Linked DNA regions of Anser cygnoides: region 1 is linked to region 2. A link is a contact called in public Hi-C data. All regions are on one chromosome and are shown on one strand. The core of a region is the stretch at or near the end of the contact, and the rest is flanking DNA. Distances in the headings are between cores, read along the strand shown.

Region 1 (7,324 bases), core at 264-2,763, 64 kb before region 2:
AATTTATTTAAATTTATGATTTTTAATATTGTCTAGTAATGGTGATGAATTACAACTGCTGGGATTTTATATCAGAAAAGACAGGGAGTTCTGTATCGTCAGTTTTGTTCCATTTGCGTCAAAACGTGCGTAGCCTTCACTGTAGGGGAAAATAAAGCTATCTGGATGGAGTTGTTTTCTGAGTGGAGCAAACAGAAAAGTTGAAACCAACAAAATTACAGAAGTCATGCAGAATACTCCCTGAGAGCAGAGTGGAAGTTCTTTCCCACTCGTCAGAGAGACTGCTTTAAGCCCTGAAACACAAAATTTAATATTGTCAAAATGACGTTGGTGCAAAGTATTGGATGTTCTGCAGATTCTTCCTAACTTCCTAAATGTTACCGAGAGCCGTTTGTCACACGGACTGCCACACAAATACTCATGGACCAAGGCTCAGCCACATTAAAATTACACTTTTTGATTTGATGGTGTCCCTTTAATGAACGTAGCTTCCTTTCTGTTATTTGACCTTCATAAATGTTACATTGTTTAGCTTGGCAAGGAAGTCAGCAATTCTCCTTGGGGAGAGGCACAGACATATAAACAGTGCACTACCCAGCTTGTTTGTGAACATGTTTAAAATGTCTGAAATATATTATATTTAGAATAACAAATAACAGATGCCTACAGCAGCAAAAGCAAGTGAGCTTGTGTGCTGTTTGCTCTGTAAATAAATAATGCCTTTGTAGCAGTTGCCTTTTCAGACCTCCACAGTTTCACTCCTCCCTCTTTGTATTTTTTTTTCCACGTTTTAGCTAAATTTTGTTAAGATGAATGACTTTTGTCCTCCCTCCCCATGCTTTGCATTATATATGAACCCATGGAAAATAACAGTTACTCTTTCTCAAAACCATGAGCTTCACTTTGGAAGAACAGTGTCTGATTTAAGGTGTCTGCTTCTTATCTCATACGGTTGCTGCAGATCTGGAAGCAGAGGCCCAAAGTAGGTTCCAACTGAAATTTGTTTTCTCTGCCAGGAGGCAGAGCTCTCCCCCTGTGGCCCAGCACAGGTGACCTGGCCCTCTGCACAGCCCAGCGTGCCCGTGGCTGTGCCCACAGGTGCAGCCAAAGGTGAACTTCCATGTTACGTTGGGAACAGGAACATCCACCTGCACTGCGTGGCACAAATTCTTCTGTAGGATGCATTGCTGCGTTACCGTTTCTAAAGGAGATGTAATTCGTCATAAGGAAAAATGTCTTGAATACCATTTCTTTTAATTGGGTTGCTATATAAAATACCGAAGTGTTTTCTCTGTACCCTTTTCTATTTAATGAGCAAGCGTGTGACCTTTTCACTTAAATCACATTGCACCTTTATTTAACCTTTCTGTGGTTACGTATTAACTAGTTAGTACTTCATGAGTGAGTAGTGCTGTTTTCACCAGTGGCTGTCTTCTGTTAAACCCTTTGTTTTGCTTGGGAAATCATAATGTGCAAGGAAGATGACTAAATCCTGCAGCTATGGACAAGCTAAAATAGCTTTAGAGCAAAGTAAATATTTTAAAAGCAAAAAAGGCAAGCTGTTTAATAGGCAATTTCTGAAATTTTCTGCCCATGATGCTGCAATACTTCACTAAGCTATGGGAGTTCAGGCTAATTATTCATCTATGGCTGTACTTCCTAAGAAGAAAAAAGACATAGCATGAAATTTTTCTGCAGTGTAAGCTTAGAAGAGAGATTCATAACTGAGACCTTTTTCTAACACTCATTTGTCAATTATGGTCACCAAAACCAATAGCATTTATGCAATTAGTTTTGTTTTGCAAATTGGTTCTCCCTGTAATGTTTTCTTTTAATATTGCTGTAGGAGATGGCTAGGAATATGGTAACAGAAAGCAATTAAAAGGGGGGAAAAAATGTTTTTCTTTTCTGCTTACCTTCTGCTTTGACATCAGCGGGTACGCAGGCAGTTTCACCATTTCCTTTCTGTGCTTGTCAGAGCATGATCCTGTAAACACTTGTGTGTGCAGTCTCGCTCAAGCGAGAAGTAGTAGGGCTGTGCAGATGGCTTAAAATCTACATAACTGAAATCAAGTGATGAGAACATTTTCCTATTCTTACTGAGGTTTCTCATACACCAACAGAGAAATAGTTTCCTATTATAAACCGGTCGTGAAACCAGCAGAATGGAGAGGAGGATAGAAGGAGCCAAGTGGTATTTGAGGCAGCTTGGATTTTTTTCTAATGATGATTCATGGTCAATCTATCATTCTGATTTTTCTCACTTGAAAGTGAGAGTTTCAGTCCCTAATTTATAGTGTGACGATTTAAGGGGCCTGAAGGATTGAGAGTGGAATGTTAAGGCAGCAGAGCAGCTGCTGAGTGCCATGTGGCAAAGAAACTACAGCAACAGTAATTTAGCTCAACAATCAGAAAGTTTCTGATTTTTTATGTAAATGGATTGTTTTCTTTATTTTTAAGCTAGAGAAGAGGCCTCTAACAGAGAAATGCAGGAGAGTAATAAAGATCTTCACGTAGTTCAGAATCTAAATTATACCAGTCGTAGTTTCCATTTTGTTCAGCAGAGTTTACTTTTAAATTGTAATTTGTTTTTATTAACGAGAGCTCTGCCCCTTGAGGTTTTGTCTTATGCTCCATTAAATTTTACAAAGCCATGCTGAGCAGGTGTTATGCTGGCTGACTTCTGAAGGCTCCTAGGTGGCAAGCCTGTGAGCTCAGAGCAGTCGTACAGATACAAGTACCTCTCTCCTTACACCAGTTAATAAAACATCCTCTCAATTAACTTAGTTTAGAGATAGGAGTCTTTTCCTGATCTGCTTTGTCTTGATTTAGCCGAGGCAATGCTGTAAATCTGCAGGTGGGTTTAGTTTTTAATTTAGAGTGTTTCAGTTGCTCTGAGTAGGATTACTGTCATACTTAAAGGTGAATTCTTTTGCTCTGATGTATTTTTAACTTTAATCCTTTGTAGTGCAATGGAAAGCCATTCCCTCCTTAATCCAAACCTACAGCAAGGGGAAGGAGTTCTTTCCAGTTTCCGCACGACATGGCAAGAGTTTGTGGAAGACCTGGGCTTCTGGAGAGTGCTGCTCCTGATCATTGTCATTGCTCTGCTGTCTCTTGGAATAGCATACTACGTTAGTGGGGTGCTTCCTTTTGTAGAAAATCAGCCTGAACTGGTGCACTGAAGCAAATGAAAAGAAGCGCGCTGCTCTTTTCCCTGTTGTCGTCTTATTTTGAACATCTTGGAATTTTTCTCTTGGTGCAGGCAGTGGCAGCTGTGCATACTGTTTTCCTTTTATACTTAGCATTAACCCCGTTGAAAGAGGAATTAATTCATTTCAAGTAAAACACTAAATTCTAAAGCATTCCTAACCTACCTCTGACTTATCTCAACTTGCAAGCAAGATGTAAAGGTAATCCTCTCTGTTGATAAAATACTATGATTAGAAAAGGGTCTTTCATAAGGCACATTAAATTCTTGAGCATGAAAAATGTAACCTAGCACAGAACCAAGTTTGATTTGTAATCCATATGAAGAGAGGTAAATCTCTTCTTGCATAATTTCGTGTGCTTCAGTTGAAAAAAAAATACTCTCTTAAAGGTTCCCTAGAAATCGGAATAAAATAACAATGCATTCTGATATATAGACAGTAATAAGCTCTATGTTTGTAGTTGTTTTAGTGCCTCCCCCTAGTTTCATATCTGCTCGTTTATAAAAAGAATGAGAAATAGTTCAAATCTTATTACATCTTTAATGTATAGATCACTCCTTTATTTATTAGGTTAGCGTAGTGTTTCTTCCCCAGATTAAATTGATGTTGTTAATATCTGTCTGGAGTAATTTTTGTAGAACAAAGCTGGTTGTAGTGCTTTGGAAGTAAAATTGTTTCAGCCTCTAGGGTGAAAATTTTGCCTTTTTGCTGGAATATTACTAAGCAAACCTTTATTTGTAAGGGTGGATAAAAAGTGATGTAGGTGTTCTGCTCTGTATATACCAATTCTGTAAGACCATTGTCTTTGTGAAATATGTCATGAAGGATAACTCTTTTTCCTCCACAAGGACCACACTGAACCATGCGATTCTATCCTTTTCACATTTGTGGAAAGGACTTGATTGACTAGAATTCCTTTCTAGAATTCCTTTCTATTTCAATTGTTTTTAGACATCACTTAAACGTTTACAAAGTATTTTCTGAGTATGCAGAATAAAAATATTTAAAACGTTAATATTTAGGAATATTGTATGAAATGAGATCCTATCCCATTCTGTACTTAAGCTGTGAAATCCTTTATTTAACTTAGGGACATGTATCAGTTAAACACTCTTTTATGAAGGCTAGGATGGATGATAATACACAGTAGTTGTAGGTTTTTCAAATAAAGCGGATTCTCTCCTTCCAGGCTGATCAGATATCTAACTCCCTTAGTTGCCATTGCTTTGAAAATCCTCCAAAATTTGAATTCTGCAAAACTAATGATTTTTTTTTTTACCTAACAACTCCAAAATTGTTGCTAAATAGTATCGAACATTTACAAAATTATAAATTGCAACAAGTTTTGCTAGAATTAATTATATCTCTCTGTTCTGCTACCATGTGCATTTTTCTTTCTTGTGTATGGGTTTGAGTGAAGAGGATTGTTGTCTTTGTGTTGGTGTGTGACAGGGGCTTCACTAACGTGGGTCCCATTCTAAATTGCATCTGAATAATTCTGCATCTCATTTTTTAAGCTAGACGTTAATGAAAAATACTTCCCTAGCAGCTGGAAAGCCTTTTAAAATAAACAACAACAAAACAGAGCATACTCTTCTTCTGAATATTTCAATTACTGTACATATGCCTGTGAACAGAGAAATATAAACTCATGCCTAAAATACATTTACTTTTCTGGATAAGTACATTTCTGTTTATGATACTCTGTATCCTGAATAATTGCTGTCTTTCAATATGTATTCTCTGCATAATTTGTAATTGTGTTCTCAGTATGGGTGAATGCCGGAAATAAATATATGTAGTAAATATGTTTGGGTTTATCATTACATTACGTTGTAATCCTATTTTACTGAGGATTTTTTGATGGTTTGCATTGATAGTAAGCATTTCAAAAGGAGGGAAGGTCTGCCCCAGAGAAATGGAAGCACACTATTGACTTAAATGAGGTTTTAGAGCACAGTTTATTTAGATTTGCCTGCTTTATTTTCAATGTTGTTTTCGCACCGCTCTCTCTCTCTCTCTTATCTCAGATTTCAGGTATTGAACGTATCATCTAAAGGCCCCTTGAGATTTAAGACTACCTATGAGGGAGGGTGCAAAATAAAACCAAGAAAAGCAATCTTGATTGTAATGACTGCTACTTTCTGAAATACCGATGTGATAAACATCTGACAAAAAAGAATATACCTCTGTTATGGAAAAAAGGACAGACATACCTTTTAATATGTCTATAACATTAACAACTTCCTTTTCAAAGGTTGATTCTAAAGAATGAATTTGCCTCCTGTACACTAGTTTTCAAGGAATACAATCTGTCTTTCTCACAGGAACAGAAAGAGGACCTTAACTTACTTCCTCTCAAAGTCGTCATAGGGAGTTTCACAGTTTCTGCATAATGACATGAATCAGTTTAGATTGTCTGCAGGTCAGTAAGATTTCCTTTATTATTAATTATTATATCTAGATACCTTGATCAAGGAACTCCATTTTGGTGGGCACTTTACAGATCCAAGACAGTTTCTTCACTCAAGGTGTTCTCACACTAAAACAGAAGAAGGAAGTGAGAGAGAAAACAATCATGGAGTGATTAAGTAATTTTTTTTTTACAGTGTCGTAAGACAACTTGGAGAGCAAGATAAAGTAAACGAGTGCAGAAGGGAGGCAGTATGACTACGCTGCAGTATTTCATACTAGACATGCTCTGGCACTATGAGGTGTATCGTCACGAAAAGCTCATATGAGAGGAGGAACGTGGTTTCATTTTGAAGTATTGAAGCAGAAGACCTAAGAAGTTCCTGGGTCTGCAGCTGATCTGAGCTGATCTGGAGTTTGAGTTTTGTGTTGGTCAACTAATCTCTCAGCCCGTTTTTCATTTCTTGAGTAAGGAGAAATGATCAACTCACCAGTGTATTGTAGAGGGGCTAGTTAGCTCGGTAGCTCTTTTTCTAACCAAAATATTTGTCAGAGAAATGCAAATGAAGTAATTTGGTCAGAAATTCAGTAACATCATTGTGTAATACTGTGTAATCTACAGAATTTCCAGGTCTAGCAGATATTTAAAATTAACATACATTTTAACATTAACCTTGAAGTAAAGTCCAAACAAGCATCTTAAAGGCTGTGATTGGATCTGCTTAGATGCAATTGCCTCATGATACCCAAAGCTGACTTTTAACAGAACTGATTTCTTCCTCAGTTGACACACAAGGTAATTTCTGAGGCCAGTTGTTTCGGACATCGTTCCTGTTTCTGAAGCCAGTTATTTGCTAAATTGTCACTTGATTCGTATTTCTATTGGTGATTAAAATAAGTTTTAAATGATCTGAGAATTCTTATGTTAGAATCCTTTTCCTTTGTTCTGCTTTCTTTTCTTCCATTTCAATATTAGTCTTTGTTAATTGGTTACTTGGGAAACACTTTGTGAAATTCAGTAAGTGATCCATAATGTTGCAGAAATTTTCGCCAATTGTTACTACATTTCTCATTCCTTACGTTGGGGCTTTCTAGAAGAATTCAAGCACTGCAGAGTTTAATAACCCCGAGTTCTCTGTAAACACGGTAAGTACTGAAATACTCTTGAATCATAAATCTCAAAACTCTTAATATTATAAAAATTGTTTATGGTGACAACAGAGATAATTCTGTACAAACACTTGCAGGTGGTATGATACATGTATTGTCTTAAATGTATTCAAGTATTTGAGCTGAATTAGTGCTTCCTGGCATCTTTTGTGCAGCTCTTACAAATGCTTCAAAGGACAGACACATTAGTGGGAAACAAATGCAACTTATTGGTAGTTCTTTACTGTTTGTTGCTGAGTGAAGTGTTCCCAGGGTCATGCTGCCACTGAAATCCGAGATGAAAACTCAAAGTCTCAGATTGACAGTGAGATTAACTGGTGCGGTCTGTGCTCTTACGCAAAGCAGAACTGGTGCTCTGATGTTGCAGCTGAAGCAGTTTGTGTGCAGAGCCCTGAAAAATCTCTCCACCGTCGGTATTCATAGTTTGTAAACCATTAAGCTAAGCATTAAACAACCATTATTTCCTAATGTCTGTGATGAGACAAATTTACTGTTCTTCGTTAGTGCCAAGGGTATTGGAAATCTATTGG
Region 2 (6,708 bases), core at 580-3,079:
TCATCTTTCTACTAGCTTTCACAAGCAAAGAAGAAACTGCCATTTTTTGTACATAACAGCAAAACTCCAGCATAATTTTATTGTTGTTACCCTCATTTCCCACTTGCCCTCCCCATTTGTTTTAAGTGCCTATTCTGTTATTTCAGATTAAGTATCTCACCGTGGAATGACTTGGATCCACCCTTAATTTTAATCCACACTGGAAGCTGTCCTACTGACTTAAATAGATCTATGCACATAAATGAAGCTAAGTATATGTACAATCCTTTAGCAGACCATACATTGCAAATTCCATAGGAAAAGCATGGCACATTTTAGTCATTTTACAACATTTGCACATTAAATGCAGGTTGGATAATTGGTAACTATTTCCAGAGTTAAGCTTTTAGGTTTCAAACCAGCTTAATGGAAGCACCACTGTTCATCTATAAACAGGGGATAAACTCTGGTTCTGGAGAATTCAGAGTTGCCACTAGAAAGTATGAATGATTAACTGGAGAAAACAAAAGGCACAAGATTTAAGACCAATGTAATAACTACGTATGCAAATAATTCTTGCAGCACGCCAGAGGAGAGTGATTTGGAGTTGGCCCTGAAGTGGAGGTCAACAAAACGGAGGTCAACAAAAAAGACAGCTACGGTATTATTGCAGATAGGGAGTCCTGTGAGAAAAGTTGGGGGAGGTCAGCAGCAAAAGGAGAAAGGAACCCAAGAGAGGGGCAGCCCAGCACAGCAAGCATCCTTATAATAATAATCTATGATTATTCTCACCCTGGCACCCAGAAGCCAGAGGCTGACTGCAGTTATGCAAAGGGAGAACAGGGCTGCGCAATCAAAGCTGGGGGGCTCCTGGACAAAATTTTGGGGAGGGTTATCTTTCCAGTCGCCTGAATGTGAACTGGCAGCGTGCCCAGGTGGCCAAGAAGGCCAACGGCATCCTGGCTTGTATCAGGAATAACGTAGCCAGCAGGACCAGGGAGGTGATCCTCCACCTGTACTCAGCTCTGGTGAGGCCACACGTCGAGTACTGTGTTCAGTTTGGGGGCCCTCACTACAAGAAGGACATCGAGGCCCTGGAACGTGTCCAGAGAAAGGCTACAAAGCTGATGAAGGGCCTGGAACACAAGTCCTGTGAGGAGAGGCTGAGGGAGCTGGGGGTGTGCAGTCTGGGGAAGAGGAGGCTCAGGGGAGACCTTAGTGCTCTCTGCAGGTACCTGAAAGGAGGGTGTGGGGAGCTGGGGGTCGGCCTCTTCTCGCAGGTAACTAGTGGTAGGACTAGAGGGAATGGCCTCAAGTTGCGCCAGGGAAGGTTTAGGTTGGAAATTAGACATTTCTTCTCAGAAAGAGCAGTCAGGCACTGGGACAGGTTGCCCAGGGTGGTGGTAAAGTCTCTGTCCCTGGGGGTGTTCAAGGTTGGACGTGGTGCTTAGGGACATGGTTTAGTGGGTGACATTGGTGGTAGCATGATGGTTGTTGGACCAGGTGATCTTGAAGGTCTTTTCCAATCCTAATGATTCCATGATTCAGTGCCATACCATGCCATGAAAGCTCTGCTTGCTCATTTCCACAACCGCATCAGCCCTCAGCCGCCCGACCCCACCGAAACGCCTCAGCAGCTCGCTGTCCCCCGGCCACCTTTACCCGTTACCGAGTACCAAGCCCACGCAGTGTTAAATAATTATTTATTAAATAAAGGACGGCGGGAAGGCCCGGTGGGCGGGCACCCCCCGCACCCCACCGAGCCGGGGGCGGCGGGCGGCGACTGTGGCGACCGGGACCCGCCCCGAGGCGGCGCCGCCGCCGCCGCCATACGCGTGAGCTCAGCGCGTCGCGGAAACCGACGGCCCCGGCGCCGCCTCCCCTCGGCGGGCAGGGCCGGCCCCGGCAGCGCCGCCCCGTTCTCCCTCTCTCTCCCTCACACACAGAGACACGGACACGGGGAGACGCTTCCTGCGCCGGGCCGGCTTCCTCTGCCGCCGCCCCGCAGGTACTCGGCGGCGGGGAGGCGCCCCCCCCCCCCCCCACTCCGCCCCCGGTCCCCCGCCGGGGGCTGGCAGCCGCCGCCCTGAGCGTGGCGGAGGGGGGCGAAGGGGTTGGGGGGGGGGAGGTGGAGCGGAGCCGCCTCTGGGCGGGGGTGAGGGGCCCGGGGGGGGGTCCGGGGAGGGATGGAAGGGGGGGGCCGCTGCCCCTCGCATTGCTGGAGGGTGAAGTCATCGCGCCCATTGTCTCCCCCCCGGGCGGGGCGAGGGGCCTGTCCCGCCCCGAGGAGGAGGAGGAGGAAGATGGGGGGGGGGGTCCGGCCCGTGCCGCCCCCCAGCCCGAGGGGAGCCGCCGGGTGGGTTCCTCCTGGGGGGTGGTGGCGGTGCAAGGGGGGAGCCCCCCCGGGGAACTCCTGCGCTGGAACTTGCAGGGCAAAGCCCAGCCGGCCCTTCCCCGGCGCTTCTGCGGCCCTGCCGAGGAGAGGTGGCGGTGCCCGGGGGTGTTGGGACACTGGTTCCCCTCCTCGGAGGTGCGGGGGGGGGGGACAGGAGGTGGCACCGGGCCGGGTTTCCTTGCCCCCGTCCCCCTGCAGCAATGGGGGGTTGCACCTGGCAGCACGGCGTGCTGCGGGCGCGCCGGGGGAGGATGGGGGAAAAACGGGGAAAAATGGGGAAAAACGGGGAACGACCCATGGGAAGGGCAGCAGGAGGGTGTGGGGGGGCTCCTGGTGCCCCCTGGTGACCAGGAAAGCTCGGGGGGGGGGAGGCCAAGGGGCAGTGGGGAGAGGGCAGCCCCTGAGCAGAGGAATGGGCCGCCCGAGCCTCCCTGCCCCCGGGGTCGCCGGCTGGAAACGTGCCTGGGTTTCCCTGCGAGGAGCACAGCAAATCCTGGTTCTGGTAAAATACCGGAGCTGGCGTTGGAAGCGATTAGGGCTTTATCTCGGTTGTCATCGAGGACAGCAGTATTTTTTTTTTTTTTTTTTTTGAAAGGCAAAGGGCAGGTTGGGAAATGGAGCTTGCAGGATTTACTTCTGCAGAGGAGCCTCCTCATAAACTCATTTTAAAAAAAATACTTTCATAATTTTTACTTCAAAGCTGTTTTTCTTCCAATTTTTTTTAGAAAAAAAGTTTCATTTTTTGTCAGATAAAGGGCTGTATTTCCCTATCTGATGAGATGCTGTGGCGTTGTTGTTGCTCAGTGGAAAAGAAGGCTTTCGGTTCAACGTTCAGAGCGCACCGCGGTACAGACGCTGAGCTGCCCACTTCACGGAACTCGCTTGCATACGTAGAAATGATGGTTGTGCAACAGCACTTACTGCTTTCTGAAGTTTTACCATTATTTCACTTGTAAACATTTATATGCTTGCACTTGAAACTTTCAGAAAGCTGCGAAACCGCTTTGTTTTAATTGCACGTGAGCTAGACACATTTGGACCAGAAAATGAAAATGAAAGTTTTTTGCATAATGGCAATAATGCTGCTCTTCAAGTCAGCTCACTGAAAGGTTTACAGGAAACCTCTCTTCTATATGCGTGTTTCTTGAACCGTGCCAGAGTTCTAGCGGTGCTTTATAAAATTCAGCATCTGTAAAATGCTGAATTCTGACTCTTGTCTTTACCTCGTCAGCTAGTTTTCAGTTTGAGGACATCAGATCATAATTTCTACGAGGGGGAATTGAAATGCGTATATGCGGTTTTCTTCCATCCACTTCCCCTTAAATCCACCAGACAAACGATGCTTTTCTTATAGAGCAGTCATCAGATTGTATTTAATTACGCTTATTGAGGCTCAGGAGGAAGGAAGGCACTTGATAGATGTATTTGTTTACCTTCATAGTGTGTGTACAAATCCTTGTCTCTGCCTTAGTAAATGAATCATTAAAGCTCCCTTAGCCATGGGATTCCTAGTTAGCGTTAAGATATGCATTAGGACAACTCGTTTGGTGTGAATACTTTCAACTTGTGAAAGAGCACAAGTCCTTGAATTCTTTTGTCGGTTGGGTAGAGCCTTCTGATGGAAAATGGGCAAACTTTTTAAAATTATTCATTAACAGTGTCTTACTATTTAACATGGCAAAAACTTTAGACTTTGAATTTGTCAGGTGGGTAGGTAATTCTTCCTAACCTTTCCTTTTTTATTTTTTCCCTGTTTACGTGGGCTTTTTTGATCTTCACGTAGTCTTATTAAAAAGGTTCTTCACAAGGATAGCTTTTCTTCCTTTACGGTTGGATGCCTGAATCTTTTCAAAGGACTTCTGAATCCTGGTTTGGAAGTGTTAAGAAAGGTCTTTGAACTCTGAACTGCAGCTACGCTGTTCTGTGCCACAGTCTGATGGCTTTTAGCCAAGCTTGTGGTCTCTATTATGGGGTCAGTTTACTCTGGCCCATGGTCAGACATCCGTAATTAGCTTTGTGATTTGTTTTCTGAATTGTACCTAAACGCTGCATACCAGCTTAGTAGGAGAAGTTTTAATACCTGACTGGAACAAACTGATGGATACGTGTTTTAGGTTTTCCATTTCTTAGTGTGATTTCTGGCATGTAGCTGAGTTGTGAGTCAGTCGGATTCGTAGGGTCAGCAAATGTTCTATGAAGGACTAATAAAAATAGTCATTTTAACACTGGCTTATCCACAAGGAAGTTAATGTCACTTTTTCTTTTCTCTTTGCGTTTGTCTTAGACCTAAGTTTCCGTTGTCACTTCTGTATTAACTGATGGAAGATGTGTAGCTGAATGAATTGGTGCACGTAACACGGCTTCAAGATACGGTGAGAATGGTGTTGGATCTAAAGTTGCTAGATGCATCTGAATTGCACCTGGAGGTAGACTTCTACCAAGAAGGTAAAATGTTACATTGAGCTTTAGAGAAATGGTTGTTTTTAACAGTGTTGGCCTTTGATTTTAGCAATGTACTTTTTTTTTTCCTTTTTCCCGTATGAAGAATATGAAGGAGGCTGTCAGTTCCTAGGAAATTGTTTTTTGTTTTTTTTTTAAATGTTCCTGAGATTTCTAAAGAGGGGACTTCCTTTTATTTTTGATTCTTTGAAGTGGAAGTTTTATCCATGATCTAACCTAATGCCAGTTAATTTCTAGTAGCTTATCTTTCAAATCTTTGGTGAAGTAATCTTTAAGGAAAACTGAAACTTTTTTTAGGTTAGATTTCAGATATTCTGTGCTCTACTTTAACTCAAAAAGAAAGAAAACTCCAAATAAATGACTTTAGCTTGAACTAAGGAATCCAGCCCCAACCAGACTTCCATGTGTTTTCTTTCTGTTCAGAGCAGAATTTCAGTATTTTCCTCTTAAGTTTTCATTAAAAGGTTATTTCAGAAGATTCCTTCAGTCACTCTTATTTATTTTCAGTGTTTTCTAACTTATTTGGTCTCTGGTCTACTGCTGATATTTATCGATTGACAGATTTATTCCAAACTTCTGAAAAATTGATGCTCACCTTGTTATGCCAGGCTTCCTTGTAAGGATATTTTCTTTAGTTGATAAGATCAGTGAAAGAGACTTTCATCATCTGAGTGGTAAGAAGGCTTAGTCTTCTTTCTTCAGTGATCTCTGGTTGTTTCACGTGTGTTTCTGGCAGTTTTCAACCACTGCAGAACCGTGTTTCACCTTGGTTTTGATTGCTGATCCTTCCCTGACATGTGTGGCTCCCTTCTCTTGGTGCGGTGGGCTCAAGTGTACTGATTCAAGGGTCCAGAACACGGCAATGATATCCAAAAAGAACTGTAAATGTTATGTGGGACTAGAATATTACAGGCCTTAATGACAAGTTTTTTATTGTATGTATGACTTATACTAGTTTGAGCTCTTGAAAGACAGAGTTGAGAGAAGAAAAAAGCCCCGCAGCTGAGCAGTAAGATGTCATTTGTGGTATCACTCTCTTTCCTCATTAAGACAGGCGAGGAAGGCGTTGACTCTGTTCTGCTTGACTTTTGTGGAAGGTCTATGAGAAGATTTAACCCTACCTTGAGCTTTATCCACAGAATGAAAAAAAAGTAGGCGTGTTTACATTACTCTTCTGCAGTGGAAGAATTACGGTAGGCTTTTCCACTCTTAACCTGTGGATTGAAGTCAGCCATCTGCTGGATGACTCTTAGCATCTCGCTGAACAGGTAGTCTAAGCACTGCAACCGCAATTGCCTTTTACAAGGTGAGCATAGCTATAGAAGATTTTTTTTTTTCCGAAAGACGAGTTTCTAGCAGGTTTCCTGCATTTCTAGATAAATCATACCAGACTGGAAAGCTGACTAAGAGTTGCTTTAACCTAAAGCAACCAAGCAAAGAGATCTAATGAAATGAGCTTAAAAAAAAAAAAGTTATATATACACAGGTGTTTCCTCAGGCATTAAAACTTCCTTTCTTTAGAGGTCAGCATATCCTCTAATGATGTCTTCAGCAAGGTGGTGGAGCACCACTGGAGCCCTTCTCCTATGCAGACAGGCTGAGAGAGTTGGGATTGTTCAGCCTGGAGAAGAGAAGGCCCCGGGCAGACCTTACAGCGGCCTTCCAGTGCCTAAAGGGGGCTACAGGAAAGCTGGGGAGGGACTCTGTCAGGGGGTGTAGTGATAGGGCAGGGGGGGATGGCTTTAAACTAAGAGAGGGTAGATTTAAATTACGTGTTCAGAAGAAAATCTTTACTCAGGGCGGTGAGGCCCTGGCACAGGCTGCCCAGAGAAGCTGTGGATGCCCCATCCCTGGAGGTGCTCAAGGCCAGGCTG

The links. A called contact is a pair of places that touch in the nucleus more often than the background predicts.
Region 1: a contact with region 2 is called in a Hi-C map of liver, with 2.0 times the contacts expected there. The contact joins the enhancer-like site here to the promoter of RNF19A in region 2. A contact is called at or near these places in 2 of 7 Hi-C or Micro-C datasets (both in liver).

The regions. Positions count from the first base shown.
Region 1 is chr2:141,590,555-141,597,878 of Taihu_goose_T2T_genome, reverse strand. ANKRD46 (ankyrin repeat domain 46) reads left to right here. Exons shown (of 4, transcript XM_066990618.1): 4 at 2,969-5,020. The coding sequence ends at 3,185. Among named protein-coding and RNA genes, the nearest start is that of ANKRD46, 18 kb to the left of the region's middle. Within about 2 kb of position 1,513, at least 2 of the 3 cell types and tissues checked have open chromatin away from gene starts, as enhancers often do. A contact at or near this core is called in liver, where this site is marked.
Region 2 is chr2:141,527,869-141,534,576 of Taihu_goose_T2T_genome, reverse strand. RNF19A (ring finger protein 19A, RBR E3 ubiquitin protein ligase) reads left to right here and starts at 1,829. Exons shown (of 11, transcript XM_066991234.1): 1 at 1,829-1,987; 2 at 4,659-4,746.